2 separate regions of the Hordeum vulgare genome follow, and region 2 is linked to region 1. Evidence: chromatin contacts called from public Hi-C data. All regions are on one chromosome and are shown on one strand. The core of a region is the stretch at or near the end of the contact, and the rest is flanking DNA. Distances in the headings are between cores, read along the strand shown. Region 1 holds the start of LOC123400034 (protein TILLER ANGLE CONTROL 1-like). Region 2 holds the start of LOC123400037 (probable 6-phosphogluconolactonase 4, chloroplastic).

Evidence for each region. Hi-C and Micro-C count contacts between places; a contact is called where the count stands out from the background.
Region 2: a Hi-C map of leaf shows a contact between it and region 1, with 3 times the contacts expected there. The contact joins the promoter of LOC123400037 here to the promoter of LOC123400034 in region 1. A contact is called at or near these places in 3 of 6 Hi-C or Micro-C datasets (leaf and seedling) and 1 of 1 datasets of contacts at active chromatin or transcription factors (embryo).

Annotation. Positions count from the first base shown.
Region 1 is chr5H:497,383,222-497,388,871 of MorexV3_pseudomolecules_assembly, reverse strand. It overlaps LOC123400034 (protein TILLER ANGLE CONTROL 1-like), which reads right to left and starts at 2,136. Exons shown (of 5, transcript XM_045094429.1): 1 at 1,357-2,136; 2 at 1-1,280. LOC123400033 reads right to left here and starts at 4,185. Exons shown (of 3, transcript XM_045094427.1): 1 at 3,796-4,185; 2 at 2,600-2,963; 3 at 2,235-2,510. The coding sequence starts at 4,131. The coding sequence ends at 2,329. It overlaps LOC123400032, which reads right to left. Exons shown (of 2, transcript XM_045094426.1): 2 at 4,375-4,789.
Region 2 is chr5H:497,517,366-497,523,015 of MorexV3_pseudomolecules_assembly, reverse strand. It overlaps LOC123400037 (probable 6-phosphogluconolactonase 4, chloroplastic), which reads right to left and starts at 2,321. Exons shown (of 3, transcript XM_045094432.1): 1 at 1,884-2,321; 2 at 1,652-1,787; 3 at 1-168. The coding sequence starts at 2,251.

The DNA of each region.
Region 1 (5,650 bases), core at 887-3,386:
AGTATGGATTAAATTAAAATCTATTACTCCCTCCGTCCCAAAATTCTTTTCTTAGGTTTGTCTAGAAATGAATGTATCTAAATACTAAAACGTGTTTAGATACATTCATATCTAGACAAATCTAAGACAAGAATTTTGGGAGGGAGGGAGTAGTTAGTTAGATGCTTGACATCTGTACAGATATGTTCATCATCCTAACTTTCAAAGAGATGTTTCCATCTTCATACACTTTACTTTGTTCATATTTTCAAGATTCTTGCAACTTGCAAAGCTAAGCCTATTACTCCATCTGTAACGAACTATAAGACGTTTTTTGGTGTAGTTCGGTACAAAAAAACGTCCTACATTTTGTTACAGAGGGAGTATTTAACAGTAAGATGCAGATGCTTTCACTTGGGTTTTGATGTATGGTGTGGTTGTAAATTGTTACGCTAATTGTTCATAACGCAGTAGCCATACAATGGGCAGTTATCGCCCAAGCACGACTGCTAACAGGCAGAAAGCCTGGAAGTTGGCAATCATGAATAATAACTTACTATGGCATTAGAGTGCATAGACAAGTAGTGAGTCCCAGTTTAAAACTACATCGGCAGCTAATGGCTGGCAGATACATATAACTTGTGGGCAGAAGTTCGGTCACAGGTCCCAGTATTCTGCTTCCTTTTTAAAAGTAATGGTACGGTTGCAGGTTGCTGATATCCACATTTTTATATGTCAATACTGTTTTATTTTATTTTCTTTGCTACAATTTCTTGCGTGATCTATATCAATTTTCACAAGGAAATTATGGCAAGGCAATTATGTTCTATGAACTGGGATGTTTGATTTTGCATTCTTCATATTGAAACAAATGAAGAAAAATATGTGCAAGATATTGGGAAAAATTTCTGCTGAAACAGGTTAGAAAATTTCAAGGATCCGGTTTGAAAAAAATCAATATACAATAGTAAGAAGTAAACATATGGCTTACATTTGTTCTCTCATCTCTAATTAGCTTACCACATACAATGTATCGAAAGATGTTCTCATGACAGACCATGTGTGGCTGTTTGCTCCAAAACTGGTCAACTTTAACCATACGTGCAAAATAATACCACATTGATGATGTAATTATCAAAATAATAATACAATAGAACACGAGAAGATAACCTTGTCCATATGACGGTTCAGAAGGCGCTTTCCCTGCACAATCCCCCACCACCACCACCATTCAGCATGGAGCTGAGACCTACATATCTTCTTCGCAATGCCAGCAAGCTCCAACTTTCAACAGTTCCAGGCTGCGACGTGCAAAATAATACCACGTTGATCAAGTAATTATCAAAATAATAATACAATAGAACACGAGAAGATAACCTTGTCCGTATGACGGTTCATAAGGCACTTTCCCTGCACAATCCCCCACCACCACCACCATTCAGCATGGAGCTGAGACCTACATGTCTTCTTCGCAATGCCAGCAAGCTCCAACTTTCAACAGTTCCAGGCTGCGTCCACAATCCTTGATGGATGAAGAGAGCCCCAGGTACATGTAGCCAAATCTCACAAGAGCAGAAATGCCCGTTCTACATCCATCTTTCTACAGTGGCAACTTCACACGGGCCCATATTTGTAATGCAATAACATGTCCCCCAGTTCCATCGGCTTGGCGCTTTATGAAATACCAGAATAATACTGTATCAAATTTCAGCACAGTTCAGCAGCTAGTTGCTCAACAGCAATCAAGAAACGGATGGAATAACAGTAGTAAACAAGTACTGCACAGAGAGCATTAATAAGAAAGATATCACACAATGTTGCTTCTGCATCAGAATTTAAGAACATTGGACGATCGTAAGGAGTAGGGAATTCCCACCGCGCAAGGATGAAGATTGATACATGGACATGTCAGTTTTTCTTTTTCTTTTTTGAACTGAGAAATGGAATACCAGGTTGTGCAACGTTTCACAGAAGGCTGGTGTGAAACAGGGTATTGAAAGCATTTAATTCAAGAAAAAATCAAATATTCCGCTGGGGACGAAGATCAATGATATGGAAGAAACAGAAACAAATAATTGCATTCTGGACCAGTCAATGGTACATGATGAACATATACAAACGAAATAAAATTCAAGCACACAACGGAGCTCTGAATTATCTGTTTCATATAAGATTTGAGGAAACAAGACAAGGTCCAGCTAATAAACAGAAGCATTACTTGATAAACTTGAGGAAACGGTGATTGCACAGGGAAATATTTGCCATCATGAATCTAAGAAATCAGCAATATTACATATGATCAACGTAGTAACAGATATATGTGTTGATATTCTAGATTATTCACAGAACCTATTGTTTCCTTGCAGGGAATGGACTCAAAAATCCCATCTTAAAACAATAGTCCAGTGCAATAGCAGAAGACAGAAATATAAAAATGCTCCCAACCACACTAACTGCACCATCAAGAGCAAGTGGCATTAAGGCATCGGTGCTCAGCTCGAAAGTCCTCCCAGATTCCAGCAAAGCAAGACCTGCAAACAATTCAGTTTCAGTGAAGAAAATAATCGTGCAAACGAATATTTGCTGAGAAGTTTTTAGCAATGGCATCGTCTAGTTTTACCTCTAACAACAGCGAATGCGGCAGCAGCTCCGGTTTTAAGCTGGATATTATCCAGATCTCTTCTAACAGCATACCGGAATGTGACTCCAAACAATGCACAACTTATGAGAACAACCGATGATCGAAAAAACAGTTGGGGCAAACTGTGGACTTCATAGGAAGATATGGGCAAACTAGCCAGAACACCGATTATAGAGGAAATTGCTGCAGCTTTTACAGATTCAAGTCTCTCACTATCTTTATCGATATCTTCTCCACCTGACGTGTTCCAAAAGCTTCGATCCTCAAGGCTAGAAGTCAAGGTACGCTGTGCTTCATCAATCATTTCTCTTGCCTGTAGCAATTCCCGCTGGGACTCTGCAATCTTGTTTAAGTAATGCAACATTATAAACATATATATTATGAAGAAATGCATCAAGCTAGAAAAAACTGATGTCTTCCTATGACTATTGAAGGAAAGGTATTTCGATGATTACAGAACTGTACGATCATATAAAGTTGGTATCACAACCAATAATCAATTTGCTTCATCATCACGGGACCACATGAACAAAGGCACATGCCACTAGTACTTTATGTTTGTAGAAGAAGTGGAACCATCTCATTATCTCAGTTTACCAAACAAACAACAGGGCGTCTTGAAGCCTTGAACCCCAAAAGGGTGGAAAAGTCTACTGGTAGAAGCCAATATGATACCCATCAGTACTTAACAAGTTCCACAAATAACAATTCTCTCGTCTGCGAGCACATGAAGCTCAAGAAGTAAATCTCGCATTCCCTGCATCTAGCCTGTCTATCGCAGTCCCGCCGCTCTGCGGGCATTACCTTGACGAACCACATGCACCTACTGAGTCTGAGTGTTTCTATTGTTTGGCCAATTAAAGAGCATCATTCATCGCCCCTCAAGTTAGTCGGCGCCACATTAGCTCAAACACAAGAGCGGCGGTCACCGAACGTCGTAGCGACATGGTAGGCAGCGGTACTACCATATGTCCATATCCACAGTAGCGTAGAATCGCGCCAGAAATAAGCAGCGGCGCACTGAGGGTGACGGTGGCGGTCCGTGCTACGTACCGCCCACTGGCCGCTCGCGTATGATCGCCCTCCTACGACTGACCCACGCAACGCGGGAGAATCACTGAGCAGGCAAAGCGTCGAACAGGTTACGTGCAGCCGCGGCGTATGCTGTCGCGTACCTCGTCCCGGCGCCTCTCGAGGCGGCGGACCTCCTCGGTGGCGAGGCGGGCGGCTGCCTCCTGGCGCTCGATGTCCGCGAGCTTGGCGCGCGCGAGCTCCACGCGGCGCTCGGCGGCCTCGACCCCGTCCAGCAGCGCCCGGTTCTCCTCGCGCCGCAGCAGCTCGTCCACCTTCTCCCCGACCGCCGAGCTCAGCCACTCCGCGCCGGAGGCGCCCTCGCCCGCGCCCTGGCCGGGAGCGCATCTCCCACGGACGCGGCGGCATCGCGCGGTGAGCGGCCTCGCGGGGACGAGAGGGGGCGGGATGAGCGGGCGGAGGAGCGCGGCGTGTGGCATCGTGCCGTGGTGTGCGTTTCTCGGCTGCCGCGTGCTCTGCTCTGCTGCGGTTTGGATTGGAAGAGGACGGCGACGAGTTGTTCCACTCACCGCCTGGCGCTCACTGCACGTGGGACCCACACAAACCCAGACAGAGTGCCTCTGGAAGAACGTTTTATTTTAAAAACAAATAAAAATAAAACATGGAAGAATGTTTTAATTCAAAAGAAAACATGAAAATGCAGCAATATAAGTACTCCAACATTAGTGTAGGCACTGCAGTTGCATTATGCAGCCCCGTTTGGACCGTTGAGATTTCGATAGAAACGGCTCGAAATTCCCACAAGAATCAGAAAAAGATACATGTCCTCGTGGCATAACTTTGACAGGAGACATACAACATGTGAACGACATATATGAATTGTCACTGGAATTTGCAGGGAAGGTCCAGGTGTGTTACCATGCTTCTCTTTGATACTCTGCTGTTTGTTGCTCTATAGCACCAGATGTCAACAGCAAGGTAAAACACGAACTTTAAACAAGGAAACACAAGGAAAGACCGACAACTGAGAATAAGGCCAGGTTTATCAGCATCCGGGAAGACCTTCAGTAGCCCCATACATGGTTTGCATTCAGCAGCAACCAATCCATTTGCACGCAGCTGGTTAGGGTCAACGGCCTGAAAATCAAACGATGCAGAGGGTTTAGCTTACAGAATTTACGACGCAGAACAAGTTTCAGTCGATTTGCACCCCACCCAGCGTGCTACTTGGTAGGAGTATAATTGTTCTGCGGGCATTTTCCGATTAAGCAGACATAAAGTATGTTGTTGCAAATACAAATAACACATCTCAGTCCAAGTAGCTCGAATAAGTATATGATCATTCTCGGACCTAAATGTTATGATTAGGGAGCATAGTTGAAGCGTATCGGATTCTGATTTTTGAATAACCTAAGTCAAAGGACTGCTTCTATTTCACATTATGAACATGTATCCAGACCTCAACAAGTGATTGTCTGAAATGTCACACAAGTTTGCACAAACATAAGTTTCTGGTACATATCTGCAGGAACCATGTAAATAAATTAGGAATTGTTTGGATTCCTCTTTTATCTCACCAACGTGACTTTGAGGGGAGGTAATCATGTAACCAAATTTGAACCTGTTCAACTGTGACTTTTCTATGATAGTTTCACTCTTAAATGGGTTTAAAAGTTGAGTGTAATCTAAGTCTAATTGTTTTTAGCAGGAAGACATCTCCTAGTATTAAGAGTACAGCTCATATAAGAATAGAACACACTTATGTTTCGATGTTGGTTATTATTGGTCTTCTTGCTACCATAGAACCAACTGTAACAATTCTACAGGATTTGCAGCATTACACGCATTATTAATTAAGATACAAACAAGTTCAGAGGGCCACTGGTTTAATCTAGAAACAGAAGCCGGCCAACATCCATGACTAAACTCCTCTAAGATGATACTCCCTCCGTTCCTAAATATAAGTCTTTTTAGAGGTTCCGCTAGGAGACTACATAC
Region 2 (5,650 bases), core at 1,072-3,571, 130 kb before region 1:
GCCCATGCCAAGAAGCTGCAGATCGAACCTGGGAAACCCAGTTGTTTTTGACATTGCAAGGACACCATTCTTAACAAGTTGCTTCAAGATGGTTTCATAGTCCTCTGCTGCTCCTTCAGCAGATAAGGCATCATTGATAGCATACACTTGACCAGTAGGAATTGGTACCTACAAAGTAGAAGACATGACCCAGTTACAGACTTCTCAATAGATAGGAAGTTACATGTGGCTATATAACTGATGAGAATGGAACAATTATACATAAGAATGTGTCACTATCTAAAGAACTGTAAGGGCACCTACAACACAAGGCGCTAGGAGTGAGCGCCATGACTAGTATCCTGCCCAATTGGCAGTTAGACCGACATATCCTGGCGTCTAACCTGGCGTGGATACCAGAGCTGGAGGCGAGCGCTAGCCTTTTCTTTCTGCCTCCGCATGAGTTGAAACGCTTTGTCAGGTGATCACTAAGCATCTGCCGTTGGAAGAGGAAGCGCTAGATTCCTGGGATATTTATTTTTGGACCCTGATAAGTGCCACACGTGTGGCACAAACACATGGCAACTCCGAACGTTTTTTATGACAAGTTTAGTGACGCAAGGATGGCAACTTTCTTTTCGGATGGCAAGTTTCAGTTTTATTTGGGTTTGTTTTTTCTTTTCAGATGCCAACTTTAGTTGTAAGAAACTTCAGGGCCAGAGTGCTTCTTGCCACACGTGTGGCACTTATCATTTGGGTTATTTTTCCATCATAAACGCCGCTGCTAGCGTCTCCCGTGGGAGATGCCCTAACTAAACTTGTAACAGAAAATGAAAGTCGTATCTTGAAAAAGCTACAGATTTACAGGATTCACCTCTGCAAATGTTTTACCAGGCCACATACCTGAACTTATGTAAGACCATATTTTGCCAGAATCACATGCTATCTGAATGGCTCTCTAGATGATTTCCAACTGAGCCTAACATAAATATGGCGTTATGCCATATATGGATACACTCACCAAATTTCTTATAAGCCATGGATACCCTCAGATATAGCTCCAAATTTATCCAAAGTTAACATGGTGAAGCTAAATAGCCTGTCACCAAATCCAAGCATTACCAGAATCTTATTCCTTTAGAACTCCCCATCACTAGAGGCCACAATGCCTTCCAAATGCCCCAACTTACTAAAGGAAAGACCTAAATAGGTGGAAACTGGGAGTTTGGCTACCATAAATTCAAGTGAGGCGGTCTACACTATCTACAGGACTGCAACTAAATTTCTCGCAGAAATTGAAAGTTGTATCACTTGAAAAAGCTACAGATTTACAGGGTTAAGGTTAAACTTCCCAAACTTATGTAAGATCATATCTTGCCAGAATCACATGTTATCTGTACAGCTGTTTACATGATTTCCAACTTAAGTTAACATAAATATGACATGATACCATACATGTAAATGATTATGAGCATTGTTACAATTTGTACAATAAATTGATAACACGGGTTTAATTATGACTTTTTTGTAGCCAGATATGTTGCGCATGATTATATAGAAATGCACGGTGTGGAGGAGAGAAGTCATATGCTTTCACATATATACTCGCCAAATTTCTTACTAGGCATTTGCATGAAGAGGAGTAAATCTAGGAAGAACCCGTGGGGAATACCTTGGAGAGGAACCCATCCAGTGCGAGCTTGTAGTTGCTATCCTCGTGGTCCTTGGGCACGACCCTCTCGTCCACCCAGAAGACGTGCCACTTGGTCCAGTCCACCGTCTCCAGGTACGGCGCCTCCGTCAGCTTCCTGCGAGGCCCGAAAAAAATTAGGGATCACGCGATCGAGAAGCCCCGAGCAGCCAGAGAACGCGCGATCTCCGGGGAGGGCGGCCGGGGGACGAACCTGAGGGCATGGATGAGGGATCCGCCGGAGAGCACGACGGTGAAGGCGCCCCTCTCGGCGGCGAACTTGGCGGAGAGATCCGCCGTGTACTTGGCCAGGGACACCGCGAGGTTCTCCTCGGCGTCGAAGATGAGCAGGTCCCTCTTCGACGAGCCGGCGGGGGCGGCGGCGGCGCCGTCGGTGGCCATCGCGGCGGCGGGGAGGAGGACGGGGGTCGTGCGCGCTGAGGAGAGGAGGCGGGGGCGGGGGCTGGAACGGAGGCTCCTGACCGGGACGAGGGACGCCGGCGGCGAGCGGCGGCGGGCGGAGAGGGGAGGCAGGGAGGAAGATGCGGCGGCGGAGACGGAGACGGTCATGGAGGTGGACATGTGTTATATGCGGGGTGTGGGGCTGGTGGCGGAGGTGACAGGTGGATGGTGAGGCTCGCCGCGTTTTGTACCGTTCAGATGCTGATAGACGGCCGGCGTGCGGAGAAAGCCAGGCCAAGAAGAGTGCGCCCGGCACGCTTCAAAATGTTCCAAATCCTCCCTCCCTTTGCCCATACTATTTTTGCCAAGAAGTTGTAAGAGAAATGGATGGATACAAAACTCATTGAACTTTATTTTTGGCGAAAGGCAAAAAAACAATTTCAAATTACGACGCGCAAATGAATATCACTGCGGATGAAAACACAACATGCCCCCCCCCCCTCCCCGCGCGCGCAGGGAGAGAAATGGAGAATTCCTATAGTTGTTTGTAAAGCGGATCAAGAAACAAAGGAAATCTTGGAAACATTTTATGGATTCATTCGTATGGGATTTTTCTGTTCAAAGCGATCCTTAACTGCGGATGAAAACACAACATGCCCCCCCTTCCCCGCGCGCGCAGGGAGAGAAATGGAGAATTCCTATAGTTGTTTGTAAAGCGGATCAAGAAACAAAGGAAATCTTGGAAACATTTTATGGATTCATTCGTATGGGATTTTTCTGTTCAAAGCGATCCTTAACTAAAAGTTGTTATAGAGAACATGCTTACCTTGTCTTTCATGTAAGGGATAAATGCCCTTGAGCTTTTATAAAGAATGATATGCTGAGACTGAATGGGCAATGCTACCATGAAAAATTAACACGAGTTTTATCATGTTGACAACATAATAAAAATTGGTAACATGCTACCACCATATGTGTCATTCGATGAACATTTCTAACTTGTGTATCTTCCTAGCTTTGACTCAATGCATCACAATACAGACGAGAGTGATGCCAACCGCTAGACGTACATTATCCATGATCTTCATAGTTGAAACCTCTCTTTTACTAGTATACATTGCTTGTTTGAAAAAAATGATTGATCATTTATTCTAAAATAAAGCTCTTATTAAAGTCAACGAAGATAATATGTATCACCAGCGGCGTATTCAAATCTTATGAGATTCGCCCGGGACACACTAAATGTGGATAACTTATCTATCATTTAACAAGCACATACGGGGAGAGAGAAGCAGGTGTAGTTGCAAGAATTAAGTTTAAATGGGGAATCAAGAAATGAGAAATATTTTGTGTTGCTTGTCCACGTGGGAAATTTCATGAGCAAAACTGTTGGTTGTTTGAAGGATCCGATTTAGGCAACAATACATGGGTGTACAAAGAAGACTTTGTATAAACCTGATTAAGGCATGTGCAATCTCATTGTTCAAAATATTTTGAGGCTCGCCGCGTTTTGTATTGTTCAGATGCTGATAGACGGCCGGCGTGCAGCGAAAGCCAGGCCAAGAAAGTTCGCCCACCACTCTTCAAAATGTTTCAAAATCTCACTTAGGCCAATAACTTTGCCAATAATTTGCAAGAGAAATGCAGATGATAAAAAACTCATTAACTTCATATTTTGGGTGAAAGGCCAAAAACGAATTCAAAATATGATGTGCAAATGTGCACCCCCCCGACGCAAAGATGGTATAGAAATGGAGAATTCCTATAAAGCGGATCAACAAACGAAAGGAAACATTGGAAATATTTTACGGATTCATACGTATGGAATTTTTGCGTTCGAACCGATCCTTAACTAAAAGTTATTATAGAGAACATGCTTGGCTTCTCTTTCATGTAAGGGATAAATGCCCTTGAGCTTTTATAAAGAATGATATGCTGAGAGTGAATGAGCAATGCTACCATAAACAATTAACACGAGTTTTATTATGTTGACAACATAATAAAAATGGGTAACATGCTACCACCATATGTGTCATTCAATGAACTTTTCTATGTTGTGTATCTTCCTAGTTTTGACTCAATGCATCGCAATACTGACGAGAGTGATGCCAACGGCGAGACGTACATTATCCATGATCTTCATCGTTGAAATCTCTCCTTTACTAGTATCAATTGCTTGTTTGGAAAAAATGATAGGTCATCTATTCTAAAATAAAACTCTTCTTAAAGTCAATGAAGATAATATGTATCACTAGCAACGTATTCAAACTCTATGAGATTCGCTCGGGACAGACACTAAATGTGGATAACTTATCTATCATGTTTAACAAGCACACACGGGGAGAGAGAAGCAAGTGTAGTTGCAACAATTAAGTTTAAATGGGGAATCAATAAATGAGAAACATTTGGTGTTGCTTGTCGACGTGGGGAATTCCATGAGCAAAACTGTTGGTTTTTTGAAGGATCCGATTTAGGCAACAATACATGGGTGTACAGAGAAGACTTTGTCTAAACCTGATTAAGGCATGTGCCAAGCTATACCTTCTTTTGCTATTTTTGCTTTAGTATAACAAAGGGCTTGTGCAAACAAATGGGGAGTATGGTTGACATGTTTTTTTGGGGCACATCAAGTTAATAAGAAGAAGGTCCACTTGTTGAGTTGGAGTAAGTTAACATAATCAAAGAAGGATAACGGGCTTGGATATAAGGATATGTAGGAAAGTGCCTTTTGGCTGCCGAGCTCATTTCAGCTTGGGTGAACAGTAAAACCGAAAAACCTTCGAAAAAAGTTTAATTTTTTTAGACCAACCTTGTCAAAAGTTTTAAGTGCATGTAAAAATTTGGCATTTTCAGAGTATCCATTTTGTTTATTTTGCCATGCCTTGTAGAAATATTATTTCATGCCAAATTTTTGCATGCACTTATAACTTTTGACAAGGTTGGTCTTAAAAAAAATTGGAATTTTTTGAAATTTTTTCAAAGGTTTTTGATTTTACCGTTCACACCGAGCTCGGGAGCCAAAACTCCACGTCCGGATATGTATCCCTTTAACATGGACATGTTGGCAAAGCAAGTTTGTCACTTAATTAGCGACCATCCCATGTTTTGTGCATGAGTTGTGAAAGCTAAGTATTACCCGGATACATGTGTTACACTCGCCGTAGCATTTTGAAAGGGGCTGATTTGTTTGGGAGGGGCCGGGTGGGGTGTCAATAAGCGAGTTTGAGATGTCGCAACGGTGAAAATAGGGGATGAACATGCCACCGCGGATGAGCATTGGCTGCGCTGGTTATGATCGTATCAGCCCATAAAATTGTGTGTTGCAATTTATGGTGGGACACGCATCTCGTACAAGACATGTTACATGGCTCGTACAAAACATGTCATAGGGACATGAAAAAAGTTGATCCTAGCCATACCTCTCAAGGAATATATGGAGCATGAGTGGACAAAGCACTTTGAAATAAAGGGAAGGTTCACTATCAAGTTGCCCTACAAATTGTACAAAGAAAATAGTGCAGGAGAAAGAAATGTGACAACATTTAAATTTATCACTATAGCTCGAATGAGATTTGGAGT